Regions from separate parts of the Anas platyrhynchos genome. Here region 2 is linked to region 1. A link is a contact called in public Hi-C data. All regions are on one chromosome and are shown on one strand. Each heading gives the region's core, a stretch centred on a gene start, on an enhancer-like site or on the middle of the called end of the contact. The rest is flanking DNA. Distances are from core to core; before and after follow the strand shown.

Region 1 (7,206 bases), core at 3,036-5,535:
AAGTTACCAGAGGGAAGGTATGGGAAGAATTACACCATGCAGCACGATATGCTTATTCAGGAGTAATGGATTTTGATCATTTGTAAAGAAACAGAGCTTAAATTGAACTCAGTGAACGTCCAGTATATCATGAAATGCAATATATAATAGTAAGGCACTGCTCAGTTCAAAGGCATATTAATTTTTAACTCTCTGTTCATATATTTCACTATTTCTTTTCCTCTGTGCTTGGTGAAAGAGCGAGCCTGGGCTAATGATACTGTCTTTCTGAGATTTTGGAGGTTATGCAAGGTTCTCTCTGCTCAGCATTAGTGCTAGAGAAGCCCTGAAACAGCAGCTTTGTGAGTGCAGCTGTATCACTTAGAAACTTTTGCTTCCTTTAGAGCAGGTGCTATGAAAGGGAGGATGCAAATGGAAGGACTCCATAGCTTGAGAGGAGCTGTTCCTAAAAGCAGACTTTCTCTAGGCTGGTTTACACCTTGAACACTCCTGTTCCTGATGCTCTAGATTCTTGCCTCCTTGTTTGTCTGAGAAGGGCAGTATGGAGACTAGGTCTATGAAGAATAGAAATCACCTCACATATATGGAAAAATAATAATACAGCTCTGCTAAGAGAGAAAAATGATGAAAGAACCCCCCTCCCTTTTCCCCAGAGAGGCATAGATTACAGTGATTGGAAACAGTGAATTCTGGATGTACCCGTGTAGAAAATGCTTCTGCTTATGTGAAGTTTATGCCACAAACCACCAACATCCAGGAAAGCCAGATCCAAGCTTGACCCTTTGTTCTTAACACACCATTAATTTTGGATAAGAGAAAGTACAGCCATAGGAGCTAGGGAGAGGGGTTTAGCTTTAACTTTGAATTGCCAGGCTTTTTGGAGTCATTGAAACTGACCACAGAAACTGTTTTGGGCATGTATGAAATTTTTATAACCGGAAGACAGACAGACAGAAATTTGTGGAAATACTTCCCTTGCTGCATCTTAAGTAACTTATATATCAAGTTACTGTGTAATAATTTAATTACCAACATCACTTACTTGATCTAGAAATAAAAAGTCACTATTTTGTTCTGGAAAACGACACTTCAGCTTTTGATCACAATTTTTACATTGTAAAGCTTCATTATCCTTAAAATGTAGGGCCACCTGCTTCTTCAGGCGATACTCTTCTTGCCAGACCATAAGGAGACGTAGCTGCCAAGTTGAAGGGAGTAGTCTCCTCCATTGCAAAGTCAATAGTCTCCAATTTTTATTTTTTATTTTTTAACTTTAAAGTAATAATACTTCCACATTAAAATAAAAAAAAAAATACTTTATGGAATTGGGCTTTGGTGGGTTACTGAACAAGGTAGAATTACTTGTGGCAAGATCAAAGCAATACAGATCTAAGGGAGTCCAGAGTTTAGTGGATTTCAGTATATTTTTCTTCTTTATGCTACTACCGAAGGGGGAAAAACCCCTCGGTTTACTGAAGTATAAAATATTCAGTATGCTGTGTAGCAACTTTTAAATATTTCCTTTGTGCTTTATTTTGTGCTCTTCTGCGCCACAGCAGATGTGAACACGCGTCCTGGAATGTTTGTTTTAATGCTGCGATAACATGCTGCAGAGATTAGCACTGATCTTGGCATGACTGAACAAAGACATTCAACTTCTGCCCAGCTCGGGAGGCAGGACCAGCCGCAGGCGTAAGCAGAAGCAGCAGGTTTTGTGGGGTGTGTTGGCTTGGGTGAAGAGCTGTAAAGCACAGCCTAGCTGGAGAGACCCATGGAGAAGCTCCCTAGAAGATTGGTTTGTTCTCAGCCCTAGAGTTGAATCCTGCTTTTGAATCCAAAGCTAGCAAAGGAATACAAGGTTAAAATAACGAGGAAAATAACAGAGGAAGGAAAAGGAACAAAAACTGACCCTTAGTTTTCAGAGGAAGGTGTTAATTTAATTGCTTCTGTCACAGGCTTGGGGAAGGAAGTGGCCTTTTATGCTCTTGTACTATGTGGCATACCTATTGCAAAGCCAGGTTTCTCTTGCTTTTTGTACTGATGGTTCACATCCTGGCAACAGTTTTAATAGAGAGGTGCTACCCCTAGAAAATGGGGAGGCCTGTCAGCTGGGTGAAAAACCTATGATGGAAATCCTAAGGAAATTACTGGAGAGCAAAAAATCTGCTGTGGCTTCTGCTGATCTATCTGGTGCTTCTGTGACCTCCATTTTGAGCATTATTAATTTTTCCCTTTTTTTTTTTGTAAAGGAAGCAAAGGAGGTTCACACTACGGATGAAAGCTTCATTTATGGTCCCATATCAGGGTTTTAGCTGTCCTAAATTCTTGCTTTGTGGGAAGCAAAGAAGTGTAATAAGAGGAGGGTAAGGAAGGAGGTAGAAGATCTAGACCTCATGTTCAGTTTTGGTATTCACATCCTTACCTGCTGTATTTAAGCTTTTCATTCTCTATTACCAACACATAGGCAGAAGACTAGACTGTGGCCATACTGTGAGGTCTCACTGCTTGATAATGAATTTAATTATAGCTTACATTTTTTGGCAAGCCCTATGCAGTTAATTGCAGTTATATTGCCCACAGTGATTAATTTTTTTTAGCTGTTCTGAGTGATGTGTCCTGTTAATAGAAATTTTTGTACCTATGAATGATCCTTTTGGAACATTGATGGAAGATTAATGAGCTGCTCTTTCACACTGAATATGCTGCATTTCATTGAACTGGGCAGAGTGAGGAATTGAAGTAGACTTGAGAGTTTTCCTTGTCCTTGAAAGTCCTTTGTTTTCAGGTAGCGTCCAGTTCTGTAACTGCAGAGAAGTATTTCATGACAGGAGAGCAATTTAGGTGCTTTAAGAAAAGTTTGACTGACTCAATATTGTAAACAGAATATTATGTCTTGTTTTTTATTCCGTTCACTGCTCTGAGGTTTGCAGGGGTATTTCCACAAGCCATTCTTACTCTGCAAGGCTTTGATTTTGTTGTGTATGGTTATTAATAACAGTTGTATGTACTAGTTAATGTAAGGGTCATACATCAGCTACCATGTGACAAAAAGGACAGGACTTTTTGAAGTGTCTTTTCCTACACAGTAACTGATGTGTATGTCTTTGTTTTCTTCTCCGAAGTAGGATAATAGGTTTTGGTTGAAGAGATGTGTTGCACTGCTGAATGACAGAGTCCTGCTGTTTGTCTAGTGAAATACCTTTTCCCAGTGTCACTTAACAAGAAGGCTTAACATAATTTGTATTAACATTGGGAAAAAAAAGTAAAATTTCTTTTGAAGTTTATCATATTTCTTAAGAATTCTGCATGTGTGCTTGGAGATGTTTACATTTAGAGGGAACTGTTTCTTAAGGTCATTAACAGCATTGACTCTGTCCTAGTTTCTTATTTATTTGTTTCACGTTTCTTGTTTGTTTCATGTAGATGCAACAGTAGGAGTCTGCGCAAGATGCCAGAGCAGTGGCTAAGCTGTGTGTTGGAAGAAATCAAATCCTGTGATCCTTCATCGACGTTATGTGCAACCAGACGTAGTGCGGGAATTCCATTCTACATTCAGGTACCAAATGATATTATTGTGCCTGATTTGATACATTTTTTTTTTTAATGCCCTCTCTGGTTAGTATGTATATATATTTTGTACTTCGCCCCCCTTTGGGGCAATTACTTTGTTTTATCTGCAGATTTTGGTAGTCTTTGTGCAATCAGGAAGCCAAATGTAATTAAGCCATGTTTGATGCTGTTTAACAATCCTATGGACTCGTAAGACTGCACAGATTTTCAGCTTGTTGTTGATTCAGAAGCATTTCTAAAGACAGAGCTGCAGGCTCAGTGTGACTACTGTAATAATCCCTGCAAATTAATAAATTAATTCAAAGATTAAGTAAAGCTTTGTTACCGTGTAGCTCTGTGCATGTGAAGTGGTCGGGTGCTAAAATACGAAGAGAAAACTATTGAATTGTAAAATGGTGGCCTAGAAAATACTACAAAAAACTAGGGAAGTCCTCTCAACTGTTGTGAAGCAGGATCAAGTGATGTCAGTCACTACTGGTTGATGTGACATGGAAATCTCAACACTTACCTCTTCCCATTCCTTTGTTTCATTAAAGTAGACACGATTGTTCTCCTCTAAATTAACCTTCACGATCTTAGTTTTCAGCCAGTTTTCTAAGACAGAAATCCAAGATAACTACGTGATTTGTAACTTTCTCCACTCGCTGAAGCATATTCTCAGGCATGTTCCAAGAATGTGAGGGACTGCTGGGAGCAAGCTCTCACTGCCAGAGTAATCTGTCTTGCTTGTTTTCCACTTCGCGTTTGCCCTGAGAAAGTTGAGGCAGCCTGCTTCTGTCTGACCTCTCTTCTGTCAGTCACAGCCTACTCCTGGCTTTGCTAGATGTGTGCGCACTACATAGCAGAGATCACAAACAGAGCATTGGTTTTAGGGATGGTTTTTCCTTTTAAACTTCAGTGGTTAAAGATTTTCCCTTTTATATCTGCAAAGTTTCTGCAAAATAGATTTGGTGACTTCATGTCTGCTGGTTTCCCCATTCACACCACAAAGTTTGAATCCAGTGGGCAGTAGCCAGCTTTAATCCTTAGAATGTGAAAGAACAAATGTCTTTGAATCAATTTTTCATGTAAAACCTAACGCTGTTCAATGTAAGAACTAGGTGGACCCAACAGTATCCCACTGCAGAAAACATTTGTGTAGTCTGCAGTTGGCCTACATTGCTGAGTCCATATGGCAAAGCTTCCATTGTGCCATAGCTGTTAGGATAAATAGGTCACATGCCTTGGTTCTGACAGCTCTGGAAGAGTATGAAGTTAATCTAGGCAATTAATGAGAAGGTTTGAAGTGAACATTGGGGTTAGTCTGAAGTCGTTTATTTCTGAACTATAATTTTATTGTAAGGAAAGTTGGTGGAGCTCTTTGCCAGTAGTTCTGAATGTGTCTGTAGTACTCAGTAAAACAAATTAAGCCTTAAATAGCATGTTGCATTTAGATAATAAAAATATAAATTGTAATGCATATGCTAACAGTACTGTAATAAGGTTATTTTATTAATGCATAAAATCAAGACTCATTGTGGTCTGTTTGCCATCTGCTTCCTGTGACATTTATTCTTGTTTTAGTAGAACACATCTGTTTTAATGATAATATGTAATTTTAAGGTTATGAACATATTAAATGACCTATTTAAAATAGAAATATGACTACCTAGCTGTACAGAGGTACAGCTCCAATCAAAGGGTGAGGAAATGGTGGGAAAATGCTACTTACAGCTTCGGTGTTCTTAGGTTATGGAATCTTTGTCTGCTTTATACTTCATAAATACTGTTTTTTTCTTCCCTCTCTGTTTCTCCCGTTCTTAAAGACACTGATAAAATGACATTGACTCCATCTGGGTATCTGCCTAACCTCTATACTTCATTTGGCTTGAAGTTTTTCCGTTCGGTTGTTTTTAAGCAATGTAATGTACTATTAAATAACTTGTTTGAACTGATGCTGAACAGACTCTGGGTCCCAAAACACAAATGGATAATCATTTTTATTAGAAATAAGTGATTTATGATTATCCATTTGTGCTAAGTCAGACAAATTCGACAAGAGCTGCTAGGACAGAGTGAGAGACTGTTTTAACTCCAGTCCTGAACTGAAGGATTAAATTAGAGTATTTTCGTCTCAGCTGGATATGTTGGCACCCATTAAACTGTTGCTATTTGGAGGTTGATGCATCTCTTCTCTCTTTTCAAAAATGTGCTGCTTATTTTATCCTGTTTTGAAAAACAGGTTTTATTCTTCAGCCAGGCCATGTCATCTTAAATACGTATATTATTAGGCTAAAAAATTGTCCATAGTAGGAAATATAAGCATGTATAATATGGCAGATACTTTTGTTGCAATAAATAATCTGATTATGTGTGTGATAACTTACATTATCACATTACTTTATTTTACTATTTATGACTATTAATATTAATACATTACTATTACATTATTTTAATATTACTATTTTTTATTTACATTACATATAAATTATCACATTATCACATTATATTCTGTTATATACAGAGAAATCTCTGTAGGCAGAGGTATAGTGCAGAAGCGGTTTTCTTATTTAAACATTGAGTGCTAAGAATGCCTTCAACAAAACTAAGAGTTAAAACTGAAACTTGCTTTTGCAACTTTTTTTCAGTCATGGGCAGAAGCTAGGCAGCACTATGGTGAATACAGAAACCTGGAACAGAACTAGCAGTAAACAAAACTGGCTAGAAATAACAGGGTTTTTCTGTTAACTTTTCTGTAGGCTTTGTTAGCTTCAGAACCAAAGAAGAGCAAAGCAGATCTGCTGAAAATGACCATGAAAGAATTGCTGTCTTTGGCGGCACCTTTGAATGAGTCATCAAGTGTCATTCCACAGGTAAAATACAGCATCTCATCAAAAGGCAAATGTCAAAAAAATTGTTTGCATTATTTCGAACAATTAAGGAGATTATGAGTGCTTTTAATAATAATTTGTTTTTATTGTCTATGGCTGGATTTTAAAACCTTTTGACAAGCAGAGGTTATAGAATCACTGGAATTGGCAAATGCATAAAATATTAAAGGGGGTTGGACGTAACTTCATAGTTTTTTCTAGTATAACAGATATAGTCATATCCATTTTGAATTTATGTGATCAGTTTACTGTTTGTAGTGTATTGCTAAACAAGCAGATGAGCAACCTTTAAAAGGAAATTAACAAGCAAGCATTATTTTTACTTTTAGACTAAACAAATGCGTTGCATAAACCATATTTTATGCAGCAGAAATACTATATGAAAAGTAATTTTAAAGCACAATTAGTAACTTCTGTAACTTAAATATATATTTTTGGAATGCATAATAATTGTAAATTCAAGATCTTTATTTTCAAATGCAGTTATCAAATATTTAAATGTATTGTCAACAAAACGTGGCTTGGACTTCCAAACACAAAGATTAACAGTGTTCTAATGACTCTGCCAGATCTTTTGCTGGTAGAAATTTATGTAGCCTTGTCAAAGTCTGTGAAGCTACACAGATTACCACCTTCCCCTGCAGAGAGTAGAGAAATATCAGAAAATTCTCCATATGGTAAAGCAACCCTGGCTGTCAGTTTTAGCTTAATACTGTCCTCCTGTGAGCTGTAGTTTATTTTTTCTCACAGTATCTATTGCATGTCA
Region 2 (7,206 bases), core at 2,168-4,667, 990 kb after region 1:
TTGACTCATCAAGTTGGGAACAAAGTTCTAGCAATTGATTCATCATTTTCTAGCTAATCCTTGTTTACACAACTTTTAAGTTTAAACATAGAAAGTGATTAAATTAAAATTGCTAAATGAAAAAAACTTATTTAGTAGTAAATTTATCTTTTCATAGCAAAGGAGACTTTGACACTCTTAAATAGTTACAAACTCAAAAGTACATGAAATGGGGAAATTATTTTCCACCCAGCTCAAGCACCACTCATGACTCTTACACAATAAATTTGAGGGAGGCATGTGTGAATGAAAAACGAAGAATCCAGTAACACATTTTGCCTTTCCCTAAGGTATTGACAAATGCTTATATAATTTGATTTCCCCTAGGCTTCATTAGAACAGACAGTGATATAATTTATCAGTGCAGCCATTTTTGACTAGACATCAGTTTGTTTCTTTCAGCTCCCCCAGCTACCTTAAGCAAATCTCCTTCTTTCATCAATCCTAGGTCCAAACTGATAAAATATTTGGTCCTCCCTTTGGCTCCTCTTTTGAGGTCTACATCCAGTACAGAGAAATATTACAAGAAGAGCTAACAGGACTCATTGCATAAACTAACACAAAGCTGCATTTTCAACATTTCACTTTCAAACTTCAAATAGAGAGAACAGCAACTTTGTCTGACTCTTTGCAAAGCCAGTAACCTCAATCAAGAGCATTTTTATGTTGAAATGCATGAGGACTTTTATGTTACATGCTAAGAATTGATTTGTTATCTGTCCCACTGTTTCCCATCAGGATCAGCAACAAGTCTGAATTACGCAGTATTTCTCTGGGACAACTGCATTATGGATGATGGAGTTGCTCCAGAGCAAGAGAAGTGCCAGTTTTACACAAATAGAGAATGCATTTCAGAACATGAAGATAGAGGAAGTAAAATTCAAATCTAAATCTGCTTGCTATGAATTGGTTTGACCAAGTTGCCTCTGAAGGGCATCACTATTTGATTTCTTCCTACCCCTAAACAGATTTAGTACAGCAGTATGAGAAACTTAATTCCAGTGCACAGCTGACCCTGCTATAAACACTTCAACAAATCAGAAAGGTCTCTTGTCCATATTATTACAGGCTCTAGACCTACGCTTTATAAATGCGGATAAATATAGATGTTACTACCTTATTATGTCAAAATGAATATCAAACCCGTCTTCAAAATACAGCTCCACATTTCAGTTCATTTAAGTTTTTCAAGCATTCCTCCTGTCTATATCTAGAAATGTCACAGCAGACAGGTGCTGACAAGTACTATAGCCAGGTTTCCCATTGCTACTAAAAAACCTCAAATGTTGATGCTGTTGACTGCTCAGCACCCTCAGTTTGTACCAATTTTGAGATTTCAGAGATCTTGCACTCACAGCATGTACTTGCTTGCAAGAACCTCTGGAGGTGACTTGTGCAGGTGCCAGTGGCACACATGGGCATCCAGGGAGAACACAGACGAAGGAGCAGAACTTGCTGCCAGCTGAGTCTGAGACCTCCAGCTGCATTATTCACTAGTGCTTCTGGGTCTCTCTCCATGTTTTCTGCCTGGGAGCTCACTGACACACAAGCACAGCATCAGTACATTCAGCTTCCTCTGCCAGCAAGAGAGGGTATGGTAAGGAGACAGTTTTGTAGGAAGACCAGGAAGATTGAGGTCCAAATCCAGCGTGAATAGTCATGTGGCAGGTCCTTGCCAAGCCTTATGCCTTCAACACAGGATCATTAACTAGCTTACAGTGTTTATAAAACAGATCCAAATTATTAGCTTGGGGAAATAAAGAAAACAGTGTTATTAGTGAAGCCAACATCCTATTACCTTTATTTCATCTCAGTAAAGCAGCTGGTTAGATGCTCTGCTGAGCTTTCCACAGAACGCTTCCAGTGGATGCAGAAAGCAGAAGCATGACCTTTCTCAGGCTTTCCAGCAGAATTTTCCATGAATTTGGGTTTTAGACATCACTAAGCTCATTACTGAAAAGACATTAACCAGAGAGACTGTACAGTATTGGTATTACCATAAAACAAATGCAAAACTAAGTTTTGCTTGGAGTCATATGAGGGAAAGAAAAAAGAAACAAAAAGAAAAAATCAGAACATTCTGTAATTGTAACTGGACGATTTTGGAAAGAAAACAATTAGGGGAAAAAAATGCTAATCCCATCATGATCATTCTCTCATAGAAGCTGTAGAAATCTCTTTCTGTAAAAATAAACAGAAATGAACATTTTTGTATAGGCCATAAATGCCAAAACACTGAAGAAACAACTTTAATTTTGTAAGGACTGAAAGGATAAGTAATAAGTTGGCAGGACTGCTTAGACATTTGTGAGTTCTCATAAATATTACCTACCACAAGTCTAAATCACTGCCAGCTCTGGCTTATGTTAACCTATTTTAATATCTTACCAGCTCCTCTGCCAGAGGATAACTGACCTTTCATATTTTTTTTTTCTAGTTCTAGTGCACAGCAGATAGTGTCAAGTAAATGATTATCAGTGCCCAGAGAGACTGGAAACCTACAAATTTTGTTTCTCATCTTTTGGACAGCCTGTTACCTCAAATTGTGATTTATTAGATTTTTAAGAGCTTTTAACAATGATGAAATCCCAACGTAAAACTAAATGTTTTAAAGTAATAAGTCTTGCACTGAGTACCACTGTCCACAGAATAGATGAGCGAGCATTAGTTTTATCAAAGCTATGTTACGGATGACCTAGAATATTAAGCTTGCATAACAGCGTGCTCTACTTTCTGGCCAGATTCTTCTATTTGCTAAGGTAAAAATGACAGGCACACACATACCTATGTGGATTCAAATATGTATTGCACCCCCACTGATTTAGACAACATAAACAAAGTTGAATTACCACCTCTGCTTCTTTTGAATTTTCAAAGCATGTGCTAGTATACCTGAACTGATTGACAACAGAAATGAAGCAAACACACAAAGACTTGGTTCAAGTCCAGCAGCCACAGGGTTGCAGAGCTTGAGCACCGACAAAGCCCACAGCACACAAAAGAGCTGTGCATTGTTTAACCTTCTCTGCTTCAACAAGGGAAAAAAGTTATGACTTGGAAACAGAAACACTGGATCTTGGGAAGTCACTTTAATTCTATTGGAAAAGAAGCGCAACAAAAATGCCAGTCAAATAAGATCTAATTTTCCTCTTAAAGCCATAGGGCAAAGTCAAAAACCACAGTCTCACTCCCATACACATTTCCCTATCGGCAGCAGAGGCCTGTGGCAAGTGTGCTAATGACAAAGGAATTGCTGCTGCATCCACTTTGATCTCCAACTGCAGCAAGAGAAGAGTGAAACCTCAGACCAGAAGAACTCCACTGTTTCCCCGAGGGCCAGCTGGATCTGCCTGCTTTGCTAAGCAGAGAACCATCCCTGCTTCTATTTCTGAGAAACCCTTGGCTCTGTAGGAGATGTGTGCTGCCACAAGATGTGCTGGTGTTTCAGATCTGGTTATCCCTTTACAGTAGCACTTCCCCTTCTGCATTTCTGAATTAAGTGACAGAATTACATGTTGAAATTGCCATAAGGGGTGGCATAATGCTCTTTGGGTTGTCAGGGAACATATTCCTTAAGATTTACAGAGAAGGGTTGTTCATTTTACTGATTTGTTTGAGCATGTGGGATTTCTCAAAAGGAAGGGCGAACTGGGTGCTATCACAAGCAGCTATCAGATAGCAGCAGCCTAAAATTCCATGTATATGAAAAAGGAATATAGGCATGAATAGCAATAAGGGGTTAAAGTAGTATAATTACTCTGTTGCTACTCCAGATATTAAAATATGAGAGGAGCCACAGAAAATATTAGACATCATGAATTCAACATCTCAATGTATAATTTATCTGTTTAAAAGTAGTTTTGAATTTCCCATATCCTACAAGGATAAGTGTAGGTATAGTATCATATTTCTGCAAAATCCTAATAAGAGTTTTGTATTGCCTGAATTCAGGTGAAACACGTGGCTTTATTAGACTTCAAAACAAACAGCCTAGACATTCAAAATACCACATTGAAACAGAGGTCTAAACAAATTCCCGAGCAATTCACTTTAAATACATGCTCTGTACTATCATGCTACACAATGGAGAAAAATTTTCTCATTTAGGAGCTGAGTCATAAAGACACTATCCTGCTGGTTAATGGGATGTTCCAGAGGATGCAAGTAAATAGTCGTCCAAGTACAACTTCAAAAAGGCATGTGTCTTCAGTGATAAGTTTTTTTTTTTTTACTGTTCTTATTCCCACTGCAACTTTTATGAACAACTGCAGCCTTCAACATAAAAATGAAAGATTTTAAAATTTAAATATTAAAAAATCCTACATAGAAGCAAATACTGTATGCTTGTTCTGTTCTTGCCCAGAGAAGTTAAATATGCTAAATATCCAACTCCAAGGAGACACAGATCCTTTTGCTTTTGTTCCTTATCTGTAGGAAGAGGATATTATGTCTTCATTTCGGAGGGATGTTATAGATGAATCCTTTAAATATTTGTGGGATGTTACAGCAGCAAGAAAATAGAGCCAACAAACACAAAGTGTTCACAGATAAGATGAGAAGGACCACAGAGAATCAAGTTTGAGCTACTGCTTTAGCTGAAAGCTAAACCTTAAAACTTGATCCTTGCCATGCAATTATCCCTCTTCCCATCTGAGAAATGGAAGACTACTATGCTTCATCATTCACTCAGTGAACTGGAGACCATCAGCCACATATGCAGCACCACTGAGTCATGACCAGACCCTTCCACCAGCAATGATCATTACCATTTTCTTGCTGCAAACCAAACAAGCTAAGTCATTTCTTTGATTTCACCAAACTGAAGAGTTGAATATCAATGTTTCAAAATCCTTTGTTTCCTCATGGAATGAGGAAATACCCGATTCATACATTATATAACATGGTGACTTCATGCTGTCACATCAAGCAGTAGTCCTGTAAGGCAGAAGTCACGGCTGCACTGGATACCACACATCACACTCGATAGAGGGGGGCATTCCTCCTCTGCTTTTCCACACCAAGCCTCTCCCCTACTCCCAAACAGAAGCTCTGCAGCTTTTCATGTTTCAGAGCCCTTTCTCAAACAGAAATAGCTGCCTCCTCACTACCACCTCCACCATCCTAAGCATGGCCGCTGTCCCAGAGGTACAAGACTCCCTTCTGACAGGGCTGATATAAGCAGTCCTGTTCTCTCTTTGTACTTAGGTTTGTAGCCCAATGCTGGCCCCCACACACATAAACATAGGTGCCTGGGCTTGGGTACCCAAAAACTGGTCTGTTTTTACCACCTGTAGCAGCCCAGCTCTGAGACAGATGTTACTATGTATAGTGTTTTTTTCCCCTCATGTCCTTGCACAGCTCTATCAAAATGACTACACACAACTCACCACACAACGACAACAAAATCTCAGAACACCACAATTTACTCTCTGGAAAGATTAAATAGATCACAAGTTCTGCAAGCATATTTATCCGATTTCAGCATGTAAAATATGCAGCATTCCTAGCCCAGCTCATAAAGCTTTTAGCAGCTATAAGGATCTCTTCTTTTTCCAAATGTTGGGGAGTCTTCCTAGCAGGCTTTCAGAGGCCTTTTACTCAAAAAGAAATACTGTCTGTACGGGCCAGGAAATCATTTCTTTAGGCAAATGTTAGACTACAAGTTCCAAAGGACTGAGATGCTTTGAAAGCTGGTCTGCCAACTGACTTTGTCCCACTTTGAAAACAAAAGCAACTCTTTAGAAAGCACTTTCTTAAAGCTGTTAATCCTTTAAAAAGAAACAATTCTTAAATTATCTGCCCTATGAAAGCAAACAACAGAGCCCAAGGGAGTCTTTCTGTAAGGTTTACATAGCAATTTGAATAGGTTCCTTCTAAAATGTACACGATATGCAAATAACTGTTACAGAGCAGTAACACGTGAAAACACATCTTTTATGCTGTTTTATTGAACATGTAAATGAAGAACACTTAACTCATGTTCAGGAAGCACAGGCAACTACAAAATACATTCTACGGAAAAAAAGTTATTTAGGAAACAAAAGATCAAACCCCCTGCCTTCAGGAGTTACAGCTTACTGTTAAAAAAAAAAAAAAAACTCAACTCATTCATTAAGAGCATCAAAGAGGAAAGTGATGGCAATTTTTGTCACACTGAGACTACATAACCCATAAACATTGAGCTACTGGTACTCCACATTTGGTTATACGCACTCCATGGCATAAGTACCATTTAAAATAATTACTACCTCAGCTATGTCCACTGCAGCAGGGATTTAGGGAACTGCTGAATTCAGCTAATCTCCACAGTCAGTGCTGCTCACCATCTTGAAGATAAACCAGATTTAAGTTATTTGTAACATCCTCTGAGAACACCAGTCACAGTGTTTCACCAGCATTTCATTAAAATATGAAAACATAGCCATTTAAACAGGCCAGGAGCAAGTTCATCCAATCCTGAAAGAACACATAAGTGTATATTGCAGATGAGGAAGTTTTTTTCTTTAAGACCATGTCAAATTCGGGATACACTCTATGCTACTGCCAAAGCAACATCAGGAATTAACACCCTTTTAAGCCTATTGTTACTGTAGCGTGATTTTTCTTAATATAAAATGCTATTCCAAATTCAGTGATAGACATCAGAAGACATTATGCCATACAAATTTCCAGCAGCAGAAGCCATCCAAAAGTAACCACCCTCCCCAGAACTGTTCATTCAAACAAAGCAAAGGAAGGGAGCATGCATAGGTAAGACAACTCTCTCAAAGACAGACCTATTTTCTGTTGTTCTTTTAAGCTTTTTTATTAATTATTTTCTAATGACACACACAAGTGTTATACATCCTCAGGATTTACTCTGAAAGTGATATGTGAATGCTGGTTTAGAATAAGTGCCTTATCTCAGAAACATAATGCCCAAACAGACATAGGAGTTTGATCATCTGATTTAATTCTGAAACAAAGAACTCTGGAAACTCATTAGGCTTTTGCTAAGATCTCTTGAATGGCAGATATACTTAAGAGTTTTTGTTCTGGTTTGGTTGTTTTTTATTTTTGTGTTCCCCCCCCCCCCCCTTCCTCCTCCCTTATTTGTTAAATTTCATTTAAGACCCCCTTCCTTTGGGAAAGTGGATTTTACTATATAAAAAGCAATACTGACCACTT

The links. Hi-C and Micro-C count contacts between places; a contact is called where the count stands out from the background.
Region 2: a contact with region 1 is called in a Hi-C map of subcutaneous adipose tissue, with 2.1 times the contacts expected there. The contact joins two enhancer-like sites. A contact is called at or near these places in 2 of 8 Hi-C or Micro-C datasets (skeletal muscle and subcutaneous adipose tissue).

What each region holds. Positions count from the first base shown.
Region 1 is chr3:40,895,061-40,902,266 of IASCAAS_PekinDuck_T2T, forward strand. THADA (THADA armadillo repeat containing) reads left to right here. Exons shown (of 39, transcript XM_027454105.3): 23 at 3,424-3,556; 24 at 6,309-6,422. Among named protein-coding and RNA genes, the nearest start is that of THADA, 31 kb to the left of the region's middle. Within about 2 kb of position 4,286, at least 1 of the 8 cell types and tissues checked has an H3K27ac peak or open chromatin away from gene starts, as enhancers often do. A contact at or near this core is called in subcutaneous adipose tissue, where this site is marked.
Region 2 is chr3:41,885,589-41,892,794 of IASCAAS_PekinDuck_T2T, forward strand. No RefSeq gene overlaps it. Among named protein-coding and RNA genes, the nearest start is that of TRNAI-UAU, 16 kb to the right of the region's middle. Within about 2 kb of position 3,418, at least 5 of the 8 cell types and tissues checked have an H3K27ac peak or open chromatin away from gene starts, as enhancers often do. A contact at or near this core is called in subcutaneous adipose tissue, where this site is marked.